Linked DNA regions of Mus musculus: regions 1 and 3 are each linked to region 2. Evidence: chromatin contacts called from public HiChIP or PLAC-seq data. All regions are on one chromosome and are shown on one strand. The core of a region is the stretch at or near the end of the contact, and the rest is flanking DNA. Distances in the headings are between cores, read along the strand shown.

What was found. HiChIP or PLAC-seq counts read pairs in DNA pulled down with a chosen protein or histone mark.
Region 1: a contact with region 2 is called in an H3K27ac HiChIP or PLAC-seq map of large pre-B cells, with 2.6 times the contacts expected there. The contact joins the promoter of Rab11fip4os1 here to the promoter of Nf1 in region 2. A contact is called at or near these places in 2 of 39 promoter capture datasets (pre-B cells and stem cell-derived epiblast-like cells) and 5 of 115 datasets of contacts at active chromatin or transcription factors (CD8 T cells, bone marrow-derived macrophages, embryonic stem cells and 2 more).
Region 3: a contact with region 2 is called in an H3K4me3 HiChIP or PLAC-seq map of bone marrow-derived macrophages, with 5 times the contacts expected there. The contact joins the enhancer-like site here to the promoter of Nf1 in region 2. A contact is called at or near these places in 1 of 39 promoter capture datasets (embryonic stem cells), 1 of 484 Hi-C or Micro-C datasets (the G1E-ER4 cell line), 10 of 115 datasets of contacts at active chromatin or transcription factors (astrocytes, bone marrow-derived macrophages, embryonic stem cells and 5 more) and 3 of 9 other capture datasets (adipose tissue, liver and macrophages).

Annotation. Positions count from the first base shown.
Region 1 is chr11:79,621,853-79,625,089 of GRCm38.p6, reverse strand. It overlaps Rab11fip4os1 (RAB11 family interacting protein 4 (class II), opposite strand 1), which reads left to right and starts at 1,927. Exons shown (of 3, transcript NR_003283.1): 1 at 1,927-2,190. All of the region lies in intron 3 of Rab11fip4 (RAB11 family interacting protein 4 (class II)), which reads right to left.
Region 2 is chr11:79,338,510-79,341,558 of GRCm38.p6, reverse strand. Nf1 (neurofibromin 1) reads right to left here and starts at 1,667. Exons shown (of 58, transcript NM_010897.2): 1 at 1,500-1,667. The coding sequence starts at 1,559.
Region 3 is chr11:79,074,966-79,078,482 of GRCm38.p6, reverse strand. The region is part of intron 1 of Ksr1 (kinase suppressor of ras 1); the gene reads left to right. Among named protein-coding and RNA genes, the nearest start is that of Gm11201, 53 kb to the right of the region's middle. Within about 2 kb of position 1,757, at least 115 of the 459 cell types and tissues checked have an H3K27ac peak or open chromatin away from gene starts, as enhancers often do. A contact at or near this core is called in the G1E-ER4 cell line, bone marrow-derived macrophages, memory CD8 T cells and 2 more, where this site is marked.

The DNA of each region.
Region 1 (3,237 bases), core at 678-3,177, 280 kb before region 2:
CACTGACCTCTAGGGGACAGCTGGAGCACAGCAAGGTGCTGGGTGCCTGGTCCACAGCATTAGGATCTGCCTCTAGCTGGCTTCCTCGGAATTCTGACTTTGATGAGCTATGGGTTTGCTCCATCTCTTCCAGGAGCTGGGATTCCGGTGAGTTCTAAGGATTCACTCTGCCTGGATGGCTCAGGGACACTCAGGAGCCCACAGGCAGGAATTGGCCCATGTCCACCAAGCTATCTGACTAAGCCAAACCAAGTCACCTGCCATGCCTAGGAATACACAGCCTCAGTGGGTGCTCTGGCCAGAGCTGTGTGGAGGATGGGAAGAGGTTTGTCTTCCTGGAAGAGGCATAACACTCACAGTCACATTCTACAGTCCTACAGGGGAGACGGGAAGAGCCAGGTTGTTGAGATTGCTGGCTCCGTCTTTCTGCCTCTCTGGGACCTCTGGATTTTGGGAAAACAATACAACAAGACCATTGCTTATAAAGAATTCCCTCTTGAGGGTCAGGTCCTCCGAGCCTACTTCCCCTCTTTGCTAAATGCACCATCTTTTCTGGCTGTGGTTGAGACAGTACGGATGCCACGGAAGCTGCTGGAGCCCATGGAACATGTCCCTGCTCCTGGGTACCCCTGGGGTTCTTGGCCTCAGTGCATCTCTGTTCTCCAACTTCTCACTGCAAGCTTCGTTTTGACATGTCTTTGAAACATTGGACCTCAAGGGTGAAGGGGATGCAGAGACTCGGATGATTGTGGATCCCTGATTTGTCCTTGCATTAAATCAGACCTAGCCTGGCTGGGCAAGTCCTGCTTTTTGGCCAAGAAAACTGAGGTTCTGAGATGTTGAGGGGAACTTGCTGAAGTTGTATGGGTAGTCAGTGGCCTTAGTGAGGTGCGGATCCCATTTTTAAATGACGGTACCGCCTACTCATTCTGCACCCTCCACAAAGGCTGGGCCCAAAAAGAGTCCAGGGCCACTTAGTGTCAGCCCCACATTGGGGGTTCTCTGTCCCAGGTCTGGTTCCATTGGTCCTGAATGCATTCATGGACCGGACACAGTAAAACAGTTCTGGAGCCCTCAGCGCTGGCCTTACACACACTTGGAGCCTGGTTATCCAGGTCTACCCCTAACGGTTCTCAAGCTGAGCACAGTCTGGAACCAGACTTGTACCCTGGCCCCACAGCGGCTGGACGTTTAGTCTCTGTCATCTTCAAATTGTTAGACAAAATTTACAGGTTCCCTTTGTGAGGAGCAGGCATCTGCACTAAGCAGACTGGACAGAAAGAGCCTTGCTCATGACAGTGTCTCGTGCCACTAAGACGGAAACTAAACTGCTATGTGGAAATCAGGAGGGTCTTAGCTGGTACGGTAAGGGAGTCTCCTGCTACCTTAACCCTTTCAAAATAGCAGTTTGATGCTGGCCAATCAGCTTTTTGTTCCTGTTATTCAGTTTCTTTATTCCTGTGATAGCAACACTATGTTTTAAGTTTAAATTACTGTGCTTAAGAGAAATATAAAGCAGAAATGCTTCACCAGGGGGTAGTGCATGCCTTTAATCAGGAGGCAGAGGCAGGGGGATCTCTCTCAGTTTGAGGGCGTTCTGGTCTACAGAGGGAGTTCCAGAACAGTCAGGGCTACACAGAGAAACCCTGTCTCTAAAAAACAAAACAAAACAAAACAAAACAAAACAAAACAAAAGCCTGTAACCTGTAAGGTCCACTTGCTCAAGGACAGATAACTTCCTGAAATGCTGTAGTTTATGTACGATAACAAACCACACATTTTCACTTCTGTAAACAAGCTTGGTTGCCCCAACTGCACAGGATATGCACTTGATCATGGGTAGGCGGAGGAGGTACATAGGCAGGAAGTACGTCAGGATATATGCCTGCCCCTGGTTGGACAAAGGCAGGAAGTTTGTAGCCTCGTGAGTTTTGCCTTTATAAACTCCTGACTAATGGAATTCGGGGGCCATTCTCTGAGCTTGAGTCTCAGGAATGGTCTTGGCCAGTATATTTTTTTAATTAATTTATTTATAATATATACAGCATTCTGCCTACATGTATGCCTGCAAGCCAGAAGACTTCAATATAGATAGTTATGAGCCACCATGTGGTTGCTGGGAATTGAAATCAGGACGTCTGGAGAAATAGCCAATGCTCTTAACCTCTGAGTCATCTCTCCAGCTCCCCGGTCAGTATTTAATAAACCCTGTTGTATTAGAATTAAGTCATCGTCAGATGGTGAATCTCTGAATGACCAGATCCGTTACTGTTCCCACCTTACAAAACCCACTGTCCTGTTCCTGCCCTAGATCTTGTGTTAGTCCTGTTGTCAATGAAGGACTCGAGGAAGAGAGGGAGGGAGGGAGGGAGGGAGGGAGGGAGGGAGGACGAACTTATCTTGGCTCATGGTTTCAGAGTCTCACTGGGATCCATTGCTTGGAGACTGAGGTAAGACAGAGTAACACGGCAGTAGGAATGTGTGGTAGAAGCGTCATACCTCATGGTGGGGAAGGGCAGGGTGGTGGTGGTGGTGGTGGTGAACCTGATCTACCGACTTTTCCCTTTCTTGTCCTTTCATTCCGTCTGACAGGATGGCGGGGCCTGTATATTCAGGGCACATCTCCTTTTAGTTAACCCTCTCTGAAAACACCCTCCCCAACCCACCCTGAATGGCCTTTCCTAATCTTCTAAGTCAGTGTTTCTTACCTGTGGGTTCTGACCCTTTTGGGGACACATATCAGATCCTGTATATCAGGCATTTACATGACAATTCATAACAGTAACACAATTACAGCTATAAAGTAGCAATAAAATGACCTCATGGATGTGAGTGTCACCACAACATGAGGAAAGGGTCCTAGTACTAGGAAGGTTGAGAACCATTGTTGCAAGTATGTCTCAATCTGATCAGGCTCAATTATGAGAACCTAGGTAAATAATCTAACACCAGGATATACTCAGCCCGCATAACTGCAATCTTCAACTGAATTGATACACTTCTGTCTCTTGATAGTGCCTTAGCTTTCTCCGACACGGTCTGTTTGGCCACCCTCAGCATTACCAGACACCTCATATAGCTTCCTCCCTGCCGAAGCCCAGTTGGACACCACCACGCAGAATACTATGGCTCTAGCCTTCTTCCATTTCTCAGGGAGGTGGCCTCAGGATGAGGGACTACCCAGAGCCAGAGGGGTTTTGGAGCTGACTTGGGTGAGAAACCAAAAGAGTCCTCATC
Region 2 (3,049 bases), core at 418-2,917:
GATAGCTACAAAATTTTATCTATGTAGGTTTGTTTTTTTTGGGGGGGGGGTGTTGAGACAGAATCTCCCTTAGTAACCTTGACATCCTGGCATGTAGTCTGTAGACCAGGCTGGCCTCCAACACACAGAGATCTACCTGCCTCTGACCTCCTGTGTGCTGGGACAAAAGTCATATAACCACCACATTCAGCTCTGTGTAGGTTTCCCAGTGTCCTCTGGGTAGACTTCCTCTGTCGGATAGGTCAAAAGATTGAGTCCTATAAAAAAATGTCTGCTGGTCAAATTAAAGAAGAAACCCTTCCCCTACCTGTCAGCTCCCATAATCAGTTTTGTGATTAAACCCAATAAACAAAAGAGATTGGTTCAATTCTAAACAATTCTCTCATTAGAGGACACCCCCTGGCAGAACTGCAACAAAAAGCAACCATCCTTTAAACCAGCCCCAGCTATCTGTAGATAGCATCAAATTAAACTAGTTCTCATGGACAAAAGGCTATGTGTGGGTTGTCTACTCATCAGCCTTAGAATTTTATGTGTGGAAAACTCAGCGAATAAAAAGCAACCTTCCTAAACTACAAAACTTTTCCCTCCATCCCAAGTAGTCTCAATGAGGGTTCAAAGAGTCAAAAACAAGTCAAACAACAACAAACCATGGTCACAATTATTGGCCCTAGGACCACATCCTAGCTGTCTGTCTCTGCTGTCTAGTCTGTAGCTAGATTTTCCCTTTGCTTTCACCCTTCTCCCCTTACTCTTGGAGTCTCACTTAGGAAAGCCAAGATTCATTCTGGGGCTGCTGGCAAGCAGGGACTGGAGAGGGGGGTGTGATCATCAAGCAAGGAAGGGGGAGGGGAGTCATTTCAGAACTACGGTTTCCCCTGCAAACGCAAAAGGCAACCTTGTGTCATCCGGCTATCAAGGATGCTGGTGTGAACATCATCCAGGCAAGCTGACGCCCCGAGCAGAAAAGTAAGAAAACCTGTGCTTTCCCTACTCCTGCCCCCAAGGGGCAGCTACAGAAAATGGGGGTGGGGCAGGATATTATCTTGCTCCTACTGGGGATGCATACACAGACTGGGGGTTCCTTCGGTTATCCCCAGTTACGAGGATGGGGGGGAGGGGGTTAAGGGAAGAGGGAACCCCTATCTACCTCCTTCTAAAAGGGGAGAGTTAAGAGAGAACCATTAAATCCAGATGGAGTGGCCCTGAAAGCGCCCCCAGGTCACTCATCCCCGCACCAAGAGCAAGCGGAAGGGCTGGGATAAAGGGGATGGAGGGCTGGTCACGGGCAAGGCCCCACCCCCCCGGTTTAGGAGGGAAGGAGAGCCCCGGCTCACAGCCGAATCCCCGGGCAGTCCCCTAGCGTCGCCCCCCCACCCCAGCCCTTCCTCGGTCTGCGGAGCCCCCGGCAGCCCGAGAGGCAGCCGCTCCTTCCTCCCCTCACCCACCGCGTCCCCACCCCCACCCGCTCCCACCTCCTGCCCGCCGCGGCCCGTTACCTGCTCGTCGAAGCGGCTGACCACGGCCTGGACCCATTCCACCGGCCTGTGTGCGGCCATGTCCTCCCGGCGACCCGGGGGCGGTGGAGGGCCGGCGTCCGGGGCCCGCCTGAGGGCGGGCGGGCGGCCGGCGCGGAGGTGAGGGCAGCGGCGAGCCGAGCGGCTGAGGAGTGCGGGCAGCTAGCGTTCCCACGGGGGTGGGGACGGGGGCCCGCGCGGCCCGCCGGGAGGGGGACAGGGGAAGGGGGCGTTGGCGAGGAGACTGGGGGAGGGGTGGGGAGGGGAGCCCGGGGAGGGGAGGGCGCCTGTGGGTGGCTCTCCCCACTAGCGCCGTCTCCCCTCAGCCATCACAGTCCGAGACGCCGCCATGACACCCCACCGGAAGTGGGATCCTTTCCACGGCTCGGGGAGAGGGAGAGCGAGCGAGCTTGAGATTGAGAGCGCGGCTGGGAAAGGGGAGGGGGAAGCGAGAGGGAAGGGGCCTGCTGCGCATGCGCCCGCGGCCGGCCGGTTTCATTAATGAAAAAGCGAGTCCTCCTGGAGGTGACGTCACCTAACTCCTCCGGGCCCGGAGGCGCGCGTCCCTCGCTGCCGCGGGTCTCCCCACCTAAACTGGCGCGGGGCTCTGGCCAGAGAATCTGAGCCGACTCCGGTGCGTAGGCTGTCATTGCCACCGCCGCCTCGAACAGCCCTTCCCCCGCTGGCCTCCGGGCTTGGATCGCTCCCGGGGTTAGAAGTTAGGGTGTCCTGAGGCTAGGCTTTCTCTCCGACCGCTGATCTCTGTCGCTGATCTGTCCCGGAGGCTGGAGTCAGTCTCTCTCCGCTTTCTTCACTTAAAAATGTAAGGCACACACCGCCACGCAGTCGATGGGGCTTCTGAAGGCTGCTGAAAACGGGTAAAAAGAAGGCCAAGAGAGATTCCGTGATTTTTTTCTTTTTAATGTCGCTTAAATTCCAAAGCAAGGCCCAGTGGTGATCCAAGTTGGAGACTAGAATTCCCCAATCCGAAATTCCTCAACTAAACTGACGGACAACCAAGTTAATAAAACTTTTTGCACGGATGATAATTCAGATTGAAGACTAGTTCACCATACTGTAAAGACCTTTAAAAGGCCTAACATTTATGCATTTCAGCCTTTCGAACAAACCTTTCCAGTAGGACTCAGTAGCCTGACCTATCTGATGAACAGAGCACTGGAGGTTCCAGGATACATGCCCAAGGGCTGATAAGTACCAAAATGGTTTGACTCTAAGAACAAATCGAGAAGGATGGCTCTCCAGAAACAAGGGCCTTCCCAATGCCCAGAACCAGAGTTTGAAGGACTTGTGTGGAATTGGCTGTGCACACTTACAAAAGAGGATAAACCCAAAAGATAGTTTGCTCGGGGCTAGCCTGTTCTACTTGGGGATTTCCAGGCCAAGCAGAGCTACAGGGTGAAGCTCTCTACTCATCGGATGGGGAGGGAAAGGCGCTCTGACACTGGACTTTGAAATGAGTTTTCTTCAATGCACTTGAATTAAGTCAGTGTTAAAATGTGTTTAGAAGCAGG
Region 3 (3,517 bases), core at 508-3,007, 260 kb after region 2:
CCCGGGAAAGTGGCTCTGTCAGCAAAGCGCTTGCTGAGTTTGGATCTCCAACACCTCTGTAAAAGCTGGATCCAGTGGTGTACATCTGTAACCCCAGTGTTCAGGGGAGAGCAGGGACCAGTGGCTCTCCCTAGCTCATTGTCCAGCCAGTCCAGCTGAGTCAGTGAGCTCCAGGGTTAGTGAGAGATCCTGTCTCAAAAAAAATAAAGTAGAGAAGTAAATTGAAGACAAGGGTCTGCCTTTGGCGCTAAGCACGGGTGTGCATACTTGCACAGAAGTGATATCTCTACATACTTAGAGGAACATAGATCACAACGCACATTATGCTTAAACATTCCTGATCTGTTATCCCAAACATTATTCTGTGGTCAACATTAGCTATCATTGCCTTTAGCTCTTACCCCAGAGAGGGGGGTAACTCCAGAGATGGGCAAGCACCCCACTGCTATAGTCCTTGCCATTGAGGTGATGAAAGAGGACCTGAAGACCACCTGGCAAGGATGCTAACCATCACTGAGCAAGCATTTCCCTGCTCAGGCAATTTATTTGGTGTGGTCCCCCATCCCACCCCCAGGGTCCCATGTGGCTCAGGCAGGTGTCACACTTACTGTATAGCCAAAGATGACGTTGAACTCTTCTCCCACGTGCTGGGAGTACAGGTATCCACCACTGCCCTGGCTCAGGCTACACAGTTTCGCCTTTCAGGTTCATCAACCCTATTGTGACTGAGGCTGGCACTGGGAATCCCTTGACTGTGTTTTTCCACAGGGAACTGAGGCAGCGAGGGACTTTATGGCCAGCCTGTGGTCTCAGAGCTGAGTCTTCCCTCATGTCCCTGTGTCTTTGTGTGTGTGTGTGTGTGTATTTGGTTGGTTTGGTCTGGTTTGGTTTGGTCTAGTTATTTTGAGACAGGGTTTCTCTGTGTAGCCCTGGCTGCTCTTTAACTTAGAGATTCACTGACCTCTGCCTTCTGAACGCTGGAATTAAAAGTGTTCACCACCAAGCCTGGCTTATTTTTGATTGCGTGCGTGCATGCGTGCATGTGGGGGGGGTGGTATGTGCATATGAGTGCTTGTATCCTCACAGGTCAGAGGCTTGGGATCCTCTGGAGCTAGAGGAGCCCCAGACAATTGTTAGCCTCCTGGCATGGGTGCTGGGAACTGAACTCAGGTCCTCTGCAAGAGCCCTAAGCGCTCCTAACTGCTGAGCCATCTCTCCAGCCCATATTTACAATATTTTGAATGGACAGGATTTAGTTCATTGACAGTTCCACCCAAGTAGAGCTAACAGTCTTCCTCATGCCCAGGTGGTCTTCAAGGGTGGCCTGAGTAGCTTGCAGTTACACTGTGGGACTTGCATTTTTCTTGCCAGTTCCAAATATTCTTGTAGGTAGTTCAACAGTTCCACGTGTCGCTGCATTTCCGAGGTTGAGGCTGAGCCCCGGGGCTTTTCTCTAAGATCTTTGATCCTAACTATCAAAGCTCGGAGCAGAGAGTGGACCTTAGTGAGTGCTTGCTGTATACAGGACCTGCCAACTTGTTTGTGGGCTCACCAGAGCTTTTACACTGTGTAAACCTGGCTGTGTGGAGAACAGTGGGGCAAGTACTCTTGATGCAAATGGCTGTCAAGGTGGGCAGACCGAGGCCCTACCTGTGGCCAGCATCCTAGCGATGACGTGACGACTCTTAGCTCTGTAGGCGGCCACCCCGCTGGAACCTCTGGTGCTTTTAAATTCCGGAAAATGCAGATCTTGTGGGTTTTGTGGCAAAGAGGAAATGACACCATCGATGTGAGGTCCCCTGGCACACCCCCTGGGCTTGGCTGGCAGGCCTGCTGCGGTTTGTCTCAGAAAGTGGCCGTTTGGTGCTTCCGAGACTTCACTAACTTTCACAGAAAGTGAGAGCAGCCCCATCTCCCTGGGATGGGAACCCTAACACGCCAGCTGCTGCTGTTTTGCTTGGGCAGGATAGAGCACTGCTCCTCAGTAAGTGAGTTCACAGGAGACAGCAGCTCCAGGACCCCAGAGCTGCCAGCAGTCATAGCACAGCAGGGACTTGCCATGTTCCTCACTCAGCTCAGGCCCCATTGGCAGTGTTGCACAGCCCTGCCCCTGGCCTGCTTTGCGATACTTAACCCAGAACTCCAATATCTTTATATCCAATAAGGTATAGCTTGGTGGTAGGGTATGGAATGAGTGTGGCTGTGAGGCCCAGGCCATGTGCCAGGCTTCTGGGCATCTGATGGTACTCAGAGATGCAGACTGGGCATCTGATGGTACTCAGAGATGCAGACTAGACCTGTGGCTATGCAGAACTTGTAACCTAAAGGAAGAGAGCCAGACCAGCTGGAAGGACTGACAGTCACCTGGGTGAGGGCCTAGAGGCTTCCCGGAGGAAGGAGCGCAGACGCCTAGCCTAGGTCCAGGGATTCATGGCAAGAGGGTCATTGGCACAAAGATGAGCGAGGGGCTGAACATGGCTTGGGGAAGGCAGACAAGTGGAACTGGAGACCCTCAGACTAGCACTTCCCCACATCAGTTGGCCACAGCCAAAGTCCTATGTAAAACAGGTGTTATTAATCATCCCCCAGAGGTCCAGCCTGTGGGCCCCTCTCTGGGATGGATGGCTATTATTGACGATACTGTTAACATTAGGAGCCTAGCCGCCTCTTTCATCAGTGTGGAAAAGGGTAGTTTTGAGTTCTCACAGCTATCTGATAAGTAGGCCTGCCTCTGGTCAACCCTCAGAAGGTGTGGTTTGCAAGCCACTTATAGTGGAAGAAGAGACTGAGTGGAAATCCTGAGATTAGAACCCTGGGCTTTCCTTCCTCTGCCATTGGGAGCCCAAGTCACACCCAGGTGCAGTACCGGGCATGAGGGGGCAGAAATGGGTGAGATGGATACAGGCCCTGCCTTCATGGTGGGGCGGGGGAGCTTAACATGTTACTTGTGGGGGTCCTATATTCTAGTTCAGTATACTTAGTTCAGGCAAGCTTTTGCTGTTTGCTGTTTGGGAGAAATATTGAAAGTTATAGTAGCCTGGTCTCCACGAGTCTCATATTCACTAGATACCCCGGGCTTTCCTTGTTCTCTCTGGTTGCTGGTGCCCTCCCCTCTGTGGACCCTGCTGGGTCGCCTCAGCTGGAGGAGCCTCCTCTTCAAGCAGTTCCTAGCTGTGCTCTCTTTTGTGTCTTGCCTCTGCTCTGTGTTCCTCAGTGCTGGTCAGAACTCTGTGCTTGACCTGGGTCAGTCTGTCCTTGTTCAAGCTTATCTTGCTTGAGCCTTTTGAATGCTTTGGACATTGTTCCCTTGGGAAACACCAGGTCCATGTGTCTGGAATTTTCTGATATCCTTTCATTTAAATCCCCAATAGCTTGTGTGGAGACTCCAGTCCAGTCCCCTCCCAGTCACAGCTACCATGTTGATGCTTTTCTGTGCAGTGATGGGCTGAGAGCTTATCTCTTAAACTCTCTGAGGGAGGCTCTATTATCATTATCATCACACACACACACACACACA